Regions from separate parts of the Rattus norvegicus genome. Here region 2 is linked to region 1. The links are chromatin contacts, called in public Hi-C maps. All regions are on one chromosome and are shown on one strand. The core of a region is the stretch at or near the end of the contact, and the rest is flanking DNA. Distances in the headings are between cores, read along the strand shown.

The links. A called contact is a pair of places that touch in the nucleus more often than the background predicts.
Region 2: a Hi-C map of Schwann cells shows a contact between it and region 1, with 6 times the contacts expected there. The contact joins two enhancer-like sites. A contact is called at or near these places in 8 of 12 Hi-C or Micro-C datasets (the A7r5 cell line, the Rat2 cell line, Schwann cells and 5 more).

The regions. Positions count from the first base shown.
Region 1 is chr3:162,069,058-162,073,974 of GRCr8, reverse strand. It overlaps Hck (HCK proto-oncogene, Src family tyrosine kinase), which reads right to left. Exons shown (of 13, transcript NM_013185.3): 12 at 1,119-1,250. Among named protein-coding and RNA genes, the nearest start is that of Tm9sf4, 16 kb to the left of the region's middle. Within about 2 kb of position 2,029, at least 10 of the 93 cell types and tissues checked have an H3K27ac peak or open chromatin away from gene starts, as enhancers often do. A contact at or near this core is called in Schwann cells, where this site is marked.
Region 2 is chr3:162,337,557-162,342,473 of GRCr8, reverse strand. It overlaps Asxl1 (ASXL transcriptional regulator 1), which reads right to left. Exons shown (of 13, transcript NM_001427647.1): 13 at 732-4,917. The coding sequence ends at 2,636. Among named protein-coding and RNA genes, the nearest start is that of Asxl1, 66 kb to the right of the region's middle. Within about 2 kb of position 2,818, at least 16 of the 93 cell types and tissues checked have an H3K27ac peak or open chromatin away from gene starts, as enhancers often do. A contact at or near this core is called in Schwann cells, where this site is marked.

The DNA.
Region 1 (4,917 bases), core at 780-3,279:
TGGCCTCAAACTCACTGAGTTCCACCTGCCTTTGCCTCTGCCAGGGCCATAGGTGTGGGCCACCATGCCTGGCTATCCATTAGTTCTGTTAATTCAGCCTCAGGCATCTAAATGGATATAGGTTGTATAATCTGCTGCCTGGATTTTACTAGTGTACCCACAAAACAAATGGCTAGATTCAAGGTTGCTCTGAACAAGATCATTTCCTTATTCTAAGTTTACATCTGTTAACTATAAAAACAACCAGGAAATACCTATGATCACCAACTTTACTTCTTAGTTCTTTCTTAACTTGGCTGAGGAGAGCTGAAGAGATGGTTCATTGATTAAGAGAGAAAACAACAAAACAATAACCGTTAAACATCTTAGCTGGACATCTATCCTCTCAAGTGAATCAACCCAATTACACAGCTTCTTCACTGCCAGGCCGGCATCCTTGGCTGTCTGCTTCTTTTGAAATGCGGCCCAGTTCATCAGCTTATTTCTTTTTTTTTTTTTTTAAAGATTTTTATTTATTCTATAAGTACACTTGTAGTTGTTTTCAGACACACCAGAAGAGGGCATCAGATCTCATTACAGATGGTTGTGAGCCACCGTGTGGTTGCTGGGATTTGAACTCAGGACCTCTGGAAGAGCAGTCAGTGCTCTTAACCACTGAGCCATCTCTCCAGCCCCCCATCAGCTTATTTCTGTTGTCTGTGCCACCACCTGCCCCAGCTGCCCATGTGCCACCAACCTGCCCCAGCTGCCCATGTGCCACCACCTGCCCCAGCTGCCATGTGTCACCACCTATCCCAGCTGCCCATGAGCCACCAACCTGCCCTGGGTGCCCAAATGGCATCTTGACCAAATTCTCTCATGCATTCCCACTGCACTGAAGCCTGCCCCTCCAACTAATTGATGACTGATTGATTTTATGTGTATGAGTGTTTTTTTTCTCCATGTATGTGTATGCATATGTACAGCCAGCAAACCCCTTGTATGAAGCCTGAGGGATAGTGGAGGGCAGTAACTCTGATCTGAGAAAGGTGGGGCTGAGTTTAACAGACATGCTGACAAGATGTGCCATTGCCAGGTTGGGCTCCAGACACACCCCTAAGCTATGCCCCTTTTCCTACCTGGGTAAGGGATCCGGCCGTAGGTGACGATTTCCATCAGCAGGATACCAAAGGACCAGACATCTGACTTGATGGTGAAGGAGCCAAAGTTGATGGCTTCAGGAGCTGTCCACTTGATGGGGAACTTGGCTCCTGCAGGGTTGAACAGAGCAGAGTCAGGGCGAGTCTGGGGAGTAGTGAGGGCTGGGGCCCTGCTAGGGTGAATCAGGACAGGGGCACCTGCTGCCCCCTACGAACAGTGATGTCCCAGATCCCATGGAAACAGGGGACGTTTGTCTTGAGGACAGATGGCTGAAGCAAGGGGGAGTGGAGCTATGGGTTTAATTTGGGAGCTCACTCTGGGGCGACATCCTTGATTCAAACGATGCCTGTTAAACTAACTCTGAAAATTGGAGTCCTAGAAGTCTTTGGGGACGAAGGACCTCCAGGGGACTTGAGTCTAGATCGTAGTGGATACCTCACCCCATCCACTCCCCAGCTCTGGGTGCAAGAGAGGATTTCAGCTGTTATCTGAGGTTTGCCCTAGTCACTGAGTGTTTCTTCCCTGTTCTTCCCTCTCTCCTTTCCTCCCTCCCTCCCTCCCTCCCTCCCTCCCTCCCTCCCTCCCTCCCTCCCTCTAGCATTTGATTAGCAGTTTGTGGGTATTTGTCTTAATTACAGTATAATTGGCGAACATGGTCTACAGGATGTATAATTGCCCTTTGATTCAGGATTACGATACACCCACTGTTAGGCAAAAGCCAGAAGTGAAAGATGCCTCGAACATTTAGTTACTGAACATTGTGGTTCAGCAACTGCATACCATGGCTTCTTTTTTGTTTCTCTTGGCTAAATCAGAGCTGTAGCTCACTGCTCTGATTCAGCCTCATGAGAGAGGACAGCATACCACTAGGCTTGGAAAGAGATCAAAATCCAAAGGGAAAACATATTCATTCATTCACTCATTCACTCACTCATTTTTATGAGACAGGCTCTCCCACAGCCTAGGCTGAACTCAATTCACTACATAGCCTACAGAGAATGGCCCTGAATTCCTGATCCTTCTGCATCCGCTTCCCTAGTATCCAGACTGGAGGCTTGTACCGCGAGGCCACCTTTGCATCATTTCTTCTCAATGCAACTATTTCTGCATCATCAAATCGTTGAAAATCACAATGTTGGCGATAAATGACGGGGCTCTCAACAGCTCTCTGCTGCCACCTGGTGTCCATGGCCTATCATGGCCGGCAGGAAACTGAGTGCTGAGGGGCAGGACCAGCACTTGCCAAACTGCAGGGCTGTAGGGGGAAAGGAGCTAGAAGGCTGCAAGCAGTTCCATTTCAAAGACTCCAGCAGGACATTTGGTTTCATGGCTAGCATGGTCCTATAGGCTGAGGCTAGACCGCCATCTCCGATGGTTTGATGTCCATAGGCACACATCACCCTAAACAGCCATAAGCCTGGGAGCTTTTCAGAGCTGGACATAAACCTGACTGGCTTCATCACAGAAGTAGCAGCATCAGGGGAAGACCAAGTCCTAGGGATGGAACTGAGGACACTTGACCCTGGACTCTTGCTGCAGTCCAAACTGCCACGTTGACTCTGGTGCCTCCACTTAGGGTTGGATGCCAGGGTCACTGCTGCCACCAGCAACTGAGGCCTTTCCCCTGTGCACTTAAGGCCCCTGTCACACGATGCTAATCTGAATTAGCGTCCCCTATCTTTTCAAGTCCTGGGCAGCGATGATGACACACCGTCTAGGTCGGCTGTGTTCTTCCCTAATTCACTTTCCATGTGGCTGAGACAGAAGATGGTTAAAGCCCCACTGCAGGCCCCAGCGCCTCACCCCTTCGTGTGATGAAAACACTTGTGCTTTTAGGTGTCCCATAAAACTATTTATAAAACCATATACCGAGCCATTGCGAATTAAGAGGCCATGTGCATGTTCTTTGGAATTCAGTATGGCTGAGTAAGTGATTAGGTATTGACGACTCTCAGCCCCAAAGGGAACATTGATATCACAACCCCCCCCCCTTCCCAGGCTCAGAGATCACAGGAGGGGGCAGTAGAAAGACTCTAAAGCCATAGACAGTGGAGGATTGCTGTAAAACAGGATTTCTTGGATGACAGGGTCATAGCATACAAGACCTTGAAGCAGCTATGTCTGCCTGCACAAGACCAGCACAAGAAGGAGCTGGACAAAGTTCCAGCAGAGGTGAGACGTCGGCCTCTGAAATCCCACCACTAGCTGAGCAGCTGTTAGCAGTTGTGGCTGCTGGGGGTGGGAGGGTCAGTTTTCCTCAGGGTTTGAGGACGCCACTAGCAGGAGTCAGTTCTCTCCTTCCTCTCTGTGTGCACCCTGGGTCCTTGAGCTCGGCAGCCGGTGCTTTTGCTCAGCCAATTTCCCGCTCCTTCTCTCTTTTTTTTTTTAAATTTAAATCCTTCTCTTTTTACAAATGGGTATTTTTAAATGGCTTATTTTATGTGTAGGGGTGTTTTCCTGCATGTATGTATGTGCACCACATGTATGTCTCGTTCCTGTAGCATCCAAACGAGGGTGTGGGATCCCATGAACCCGGGGTTAGATGATTGGGAGCCACCATGTGGGTGACAGGACCCAGGGCCTCTGCGAAAGCAGCAAGTGCTCTCAACCACGGGGCCATCTCTCCAGTCTCTCCTCTCCTTTCAGGAGTCAGGGTCTCCGTGTCCCAGGTTGGCTCCAACTCATGGTGATCCTCATCCCCCTGAGTGCTGGGATTTACATGCAGCTCTAAGTCAGCTAAGTTCTTTATGCTGTTCTTCTCTTTTGTGTGGTACTAAGGCACAAACCCAGATCTTGAGTATGCCTGGGAGGCACTCTGCCACCAAGCCACACCCTCAGCCACGTTCTTTTACATCTAGAGAGTTTTCTCCATATTTCACTCGTTCTCTATAGATTTAGATTATATATCCAACTTTTCATTTTATTTTTGTACCTTGTTTAAACATTGAATCATAATACATCAAATGATTTCTCTCTGTCTTTCTCTGTGTCTGTCTGTCTGTCTGTCTCTCTCTCGTGTGTGTGTATGTGTGTGTGTGTGTGTGTGTGTGTGTGTGTTGTGTTTTACTGGACACTGTGCCTAGTACAATACCCACACCAGCAGGCAGATGCGCTGCCACAGAACTACAGCCCTTTTACTTTTTATTTTGACAGGGTCAGTAACTACCCCTGGCAGGCCTTGAACTTGTGACCTCAGTCTCCAGAGTAGCCTGGATTACAAGCTTGCACATCTAGACCCAGCCAAAGCATACCGATACTTAAGGTCTAACTTTGGTGATAAAGATGACAGCCTTTGCAGCCTCTCAGGAGGCTCCTTCCAGCTACTCTGGGACAGTACCTTCCCCACGTCAGCTAGCACTCCCCCACCTCCCTTCACAGCTTTGTTGGTATAAGTGAATTTTACAGCTTTAATGATATATAATTCACAAGCCATAAAATCCACACATTTAAAGTGTGTGTTCCCATGATTTTTTTAAGACAAGGTTTCTCTGTGTAGCCCTGTCCAGGCTGTCCTGGAACTCACCCTGTAGACCAGGCTAGCTTTGAATGCAGTGCTGGGATTAAAGGCGTGTGCCACCCCAGCTCCCAATGGCTTTCATAATAGCCGAAGAATTGTGAATTGCACAATATTTCATCACATGTCACCCAGTCCCATCCCTGGCACTTAGAACTGCTCCATTCTGGGAATTTCATATCAAGGGTAACAGATATTGGTGCCTGGCCTCTACTCAGCATGCTCCCAAGGCTTCCAGCGATTCTTTCTATTCTGTCACAGAC
Region 2 (4,917 bases), core at 1,569-4,068, 270 kb before region 1:
CCATGTCAATGCAGTCAGCACCCATTTGGACAAGACAGTGGCAGGTAGTGCCCAGGCTTTTGAGTGGCACAAGATGTAGCCTGTACTCTAGCCACTGCCTCATTTTTAGAAACAATGCCATCCCCGGCCAAGGCTGTAAGCTTATAAAGACATGAGTCTGACATGGCAACATGGGGGAATGAGAGAAGTCTTCACCAGCAAGAGCTCGTTGTAATCCAGCAGGAATGCTCAACAGCAGCCCTCAAACCTTCTGCCCAAGTGCCCACAAAGCGCGCTCCCATTTTCAGGTGCTGTACTTAGGTTCACTTCCATCCGTATCCGCTCTGCTTAGTTATGTCTGAATGCAATCCTAAAACTGCATTTGAGCACTCCTGAAGTAGTTGTCCCTGAAGCTCTTGGCATCCATGCAGTCTTGTTCAAACAGTAGTGACCCTGAAAATGCCTCATACCATGAACAAGGGGCCAGGTTGTCACCACCTCTGTGAATCTATATGGCAAGTAGTGTGGATGAGTTGCTGGAAGGAGGAAGCTTGACTATTATAGTTCCCGTCACACCCATTAGCTTTCCAGCTCTTACACCCAATGGTAACATCACCAAATCAAGAGTCCAAAGACCAGTGGAGCTGCCAATCCACTGCACACAGGAGCCCACAGTTAGGAGGAGCTGTCCTGTTCTGCACTTAACCCCACCTCCCCACACCCCCAGGCAGCCACAGATAACAAGGAGCCAATGCAGGTTGTACAGGTTTATTTTCCAATACCAGTGAGACATACAAGAGCAGCGCTTTTCTGAGCAGCCCCGTGGACCAGACCACTGTCAAAGGTCGCACAAGAGGAGGACTGGACATGCTTAGCTCCTGCTCCTGGTCTTTGGTAAAGAGACTTCTGAGCACACAACATGGACTTGGCCAATACTGAATTCACTACCAGTTCCTCACTCATACTTCATGGATCCCCCAGCCCCCTCCCCACCAAAAAGAGAGCCACCTCATGAAATGGCAGAGAGGCAGCTTACAAAGAAAATGAGACTTGCTCAAGGCACACAAATTTTTATACTTCATACAGAAACACTCACACAAGACGACAGACCTAAATTAAACAAGGACTCCCAACTTTCAAGTAAAAATACAGAAATGGTAGGAACCAGAATGAGGTCAGACAAATACAAAGGGCATCTACTTGATGGAACCATGTTAGGAGAGAGGCAGGCAGCAGGCATGGCTTTGTTCCCCTGAAACCTACTGTCAAAAGTAAGTCAAAAGGAGCCTAGCGATCCCCAATATTGCTTTGACAGGTGATGACCCTGGAGCCAGATCCAGAAGCCTGTCTCGGGGTTGTCCAAGGAACTCACCCATGAATCCAGGACTTAACACTGGTGATGACAATTTGTCATATGTGGCGGCAGCGCAGCCACTCAAGGCTGGAAGAGAATAGATACAAGGAACAAGACATGTTCGATCAATGGTGTCTGTGGCGCGCAGACTGCAGGAGATTCCCTGGTGACACAGGTGACAAGGCACAGGGCCAACCATAGGTCACAAGTCAGTAACTTCCTTCTCACATCAGGCAACACAGCACTCAGTGGTTTTGACAGTTGGTGCACGGAAGTAGACAACACCATTTTAATCAAGGGTGCTGAAGACGTAAACTAAGGAAGAGACGTTCATGTTCTCTGTACAATACATCCATTTACAGAATTGGCCAATACTGTGTACAACATATAAATACAGGATAAAACGTTAGAGGTGCATAGAGCATACTTACAGAAGCGAAAAGGTTCACTTTATACATCCAAGAATAGAGTTAAAATATAAAAATAAGAAACAGACTGCTTGGAAATGTAAAATGACTTTCACATACACAAGTGCATGGGTGCCCACTCCCACGGAATCAAATGTGACGGGTGGGTGGCAAGCAGGAGTCCCCTGCAAACATCTGTACAGTTGACTCTGAAGTCTACAGATGGCATTTCCACAGCAGACAGCCCTATTTCCAGACCCCATTGTCCAAGAAGGGCTATTCAAGCTTCCAAGAGAATCCGTGGATCCCTGGGTTACAGATTAAAGTTCCAAACTGGGTGAAGCACCAGAACCAAAGGTCAACTTGGCTCCATCAACTGGCAAATGACAGAAATATGACATCTAAGTCATTGGGTGTTTGATCCCCTGGTGGATAAAGACGGAAGTTACTTTAACCCTGTGTGGCTTCTGCAACCATCAACTCCCCAAGCTAAGCAGCAGATGGCAGGGAGGGCAGTGGAAGACGGACATTCCTGCTCAGTGCAGGCAGGGGAGTTCCATCCATGGAGAACCCAACCTTCCTGCTTCAATTTCAAGTCCATTTGGGTGTCAGACAGGTTGCCCTGCCACACTGTACTGCCTGACTACAAGAGGGTTTAGGCTGGATGGTCTTAGGCAACCATAGTGCCCCCTTCTCCTGGAAAACCCTTCTGGCAAGGCTAGAAGGGTGCCAAGTGACAGAGGGCTTCAGCACTATAAATTTCATGGGGAGGCAAGATTTATCTCATCTAGAGTGAGAGTTCATTATATCAGTGATATTCTGTATACAGATTTAAGATCAACCATTATTAAAATACACACACTAAATGTACAATGTTTCCAATGGCCATAATTTATTATCTCACCACAAGGCACAATACACAGAGCTTTGAAGGTCCAATGCAGTCGTCGTGGCAGAACGCTCCGCAGCCTTGGCACATGATCATGGCTTTCAGGCTGCATGCACACTGGAGAGAGATGCTTTCTACTGCACTGCTGTCAGTGAACATCTGTAGGGACAGTGATGCAGTGTGGCCTGTACCAAAGCTGGCTTTGTGGCTCAGCTGCACCACACCACCAGCGAGGCCTCTGGGAAAGGCGGCCGAGCTGGAGGAGTAATTAAAGCTGCTGGGACTCAGCTGCAGTTTGGAAAACTTCCCGTACAAAGCCTGCTTGATGCTGAGTTGGGAGGGGATGGAAGGCGGCTCCAGGGGCTGACTGAACCCTTTCCCTGGCTCTCTGGGTAATTTCCAGAAAGGCAGGTCCACAACAAAAGGCATTCCTTGCAAGTGACCCACTAGTTCCAGAGAACTGTACCCTGCAGCTTTTCTGTTCTCTGCATCTGCTTTAATGGGATCCCTCAAAAATGTCTGCTCTGTCTTGATGCTGCCAGCAGAGACAGCTGGTGGTTTGGGCGTCCTGTTTTCCCTTGCAGTCTGCACACCATCAGGCACAGAGTTTTTGCTTGGTTCTATCTTCCTACTGGGAAACACTGGAGGGACCTCAGCAGGTAGTGGTATCTGCTCTTCAGACCTAGGGTACTGAAGGGTGGCAACTGTATTCCTAGGACCAAACAGTTTCTTCTCGCGACCACCAACATCGTTCTGATCACTCAGGGTCCCATCTGTCTGCTCAGAACCAAAGGAGAGGCTCACATTTGTGGAGGAGAAACATGGCACTTTGGAGGTAGTGTGATCTCCTAGAAACTGGCCTGGGGCAGCACCCGGATCACTGCCTTGAGACAGGGAATGGGCTTCTTTCTGCTCTTCACAAAGGAAGGAAGAGAGATGCTCTTTGGAATCGATTTCTTCCAGGTTGCTAGAGGAAGGTGTCAGTTCTGTCACTGGATGCTGGGAGTCTGAACTTGGAACCAACCTGGCAATCTTCTGGGACATTCCAGGAGCTTTGGAGGCCTTTGCCCTGACAAGACCAGCACTTGCTCCATAGCTTTGGGCCAGAATAGACTCTTTCAATGTTTGTACAGAACCAGGGTTGCTTCTGGCAACTAGGTGATTGTCTCCCCCTGTACCTTGCAGAGTGCCTCTATCCTGGTTCTGTTCTCTAAGTGGCAGATGTGGGGATTCAGGTTGGTTGCTTCTATGACCTGGAGCAAGAACCTTCTCCAGGGGCAAATTACCATGCAGCAGGTGCATCACAAGTGGGTTTGTAACCTCCGCTGAAGAACCAGGCTTTGGTGGGCACACAGACCGGGGCTGGCACTCAGTACTGGACAGCAGCAGGGAGTCTGGGATCTTGTGGGGGACTGCACATACTCTAGATACCCAGCTCTGAGGAGTAGCCACCCCTTCTGTCCTTGTAAGCACACTTAGGTCAGTGCTTGCCTTGGACAGTGAGGCAGATGGATCCCAGTCCTGTTTTTCACTCCCACCCAACAACCCTTTTACCACTGTGATTTCACATGCATCAACCTCACTGCTGTCCTCAGAAAAGTGGCCTTCAGAGTCAGAGGCTGTATCTGTGGATTCGTTGTGAGGACTCAGTATGTCAGAGATGCCGTTCATTTCCAGTCTTTCAAGGTCTACCTGCTGACTGTCACTGCAAGTGCTGCCCAGGACTCCTGGAGGAGGTGCAGTCCAGTGTGAAGCACAGCTCTCATGGTAGGGCAAAACTTCTGCATGCCCCCCAGGCATGGCAGCCACAAGGGGAACAGTTCTCTCCCACCCTTTTCCATCCTGGGGTTCCAGACATGGTGCATTTTCTCTGGCTTCTGGATAAGATTCTTTTATTACCTCATAATTTGACAGAATGGGTACCCAGGAGCCAGGACTACCAGATACAAAAGCCTCAGTTTTCAAAGTTTCTTGTCTACTCTCCCTTATGTGGGGGCCTGTGGCACCAACTCCTAATTCATCATCAGAAGGTCTATCCTGTAGGGAGTTAGCCAATGACAATTCAGATATAAAAGCAGGTGTCATATTTACAGGCTCCTTCATATTATCAAAGATCTGGTCATTTCCTCCTCCTAGTATATCTCCCAATGGAGACTGTCCAGAACTACCCTCTGAGGGAACGGTGGGTCCTTGGTCTTCACCACCCTTCTCCCAGGAAGGAGTACGAGGCTCACACTCAGTCCTATCATCTGGAAGCAACTTAGCCTGCTCTGCTAACATCTCAGCCA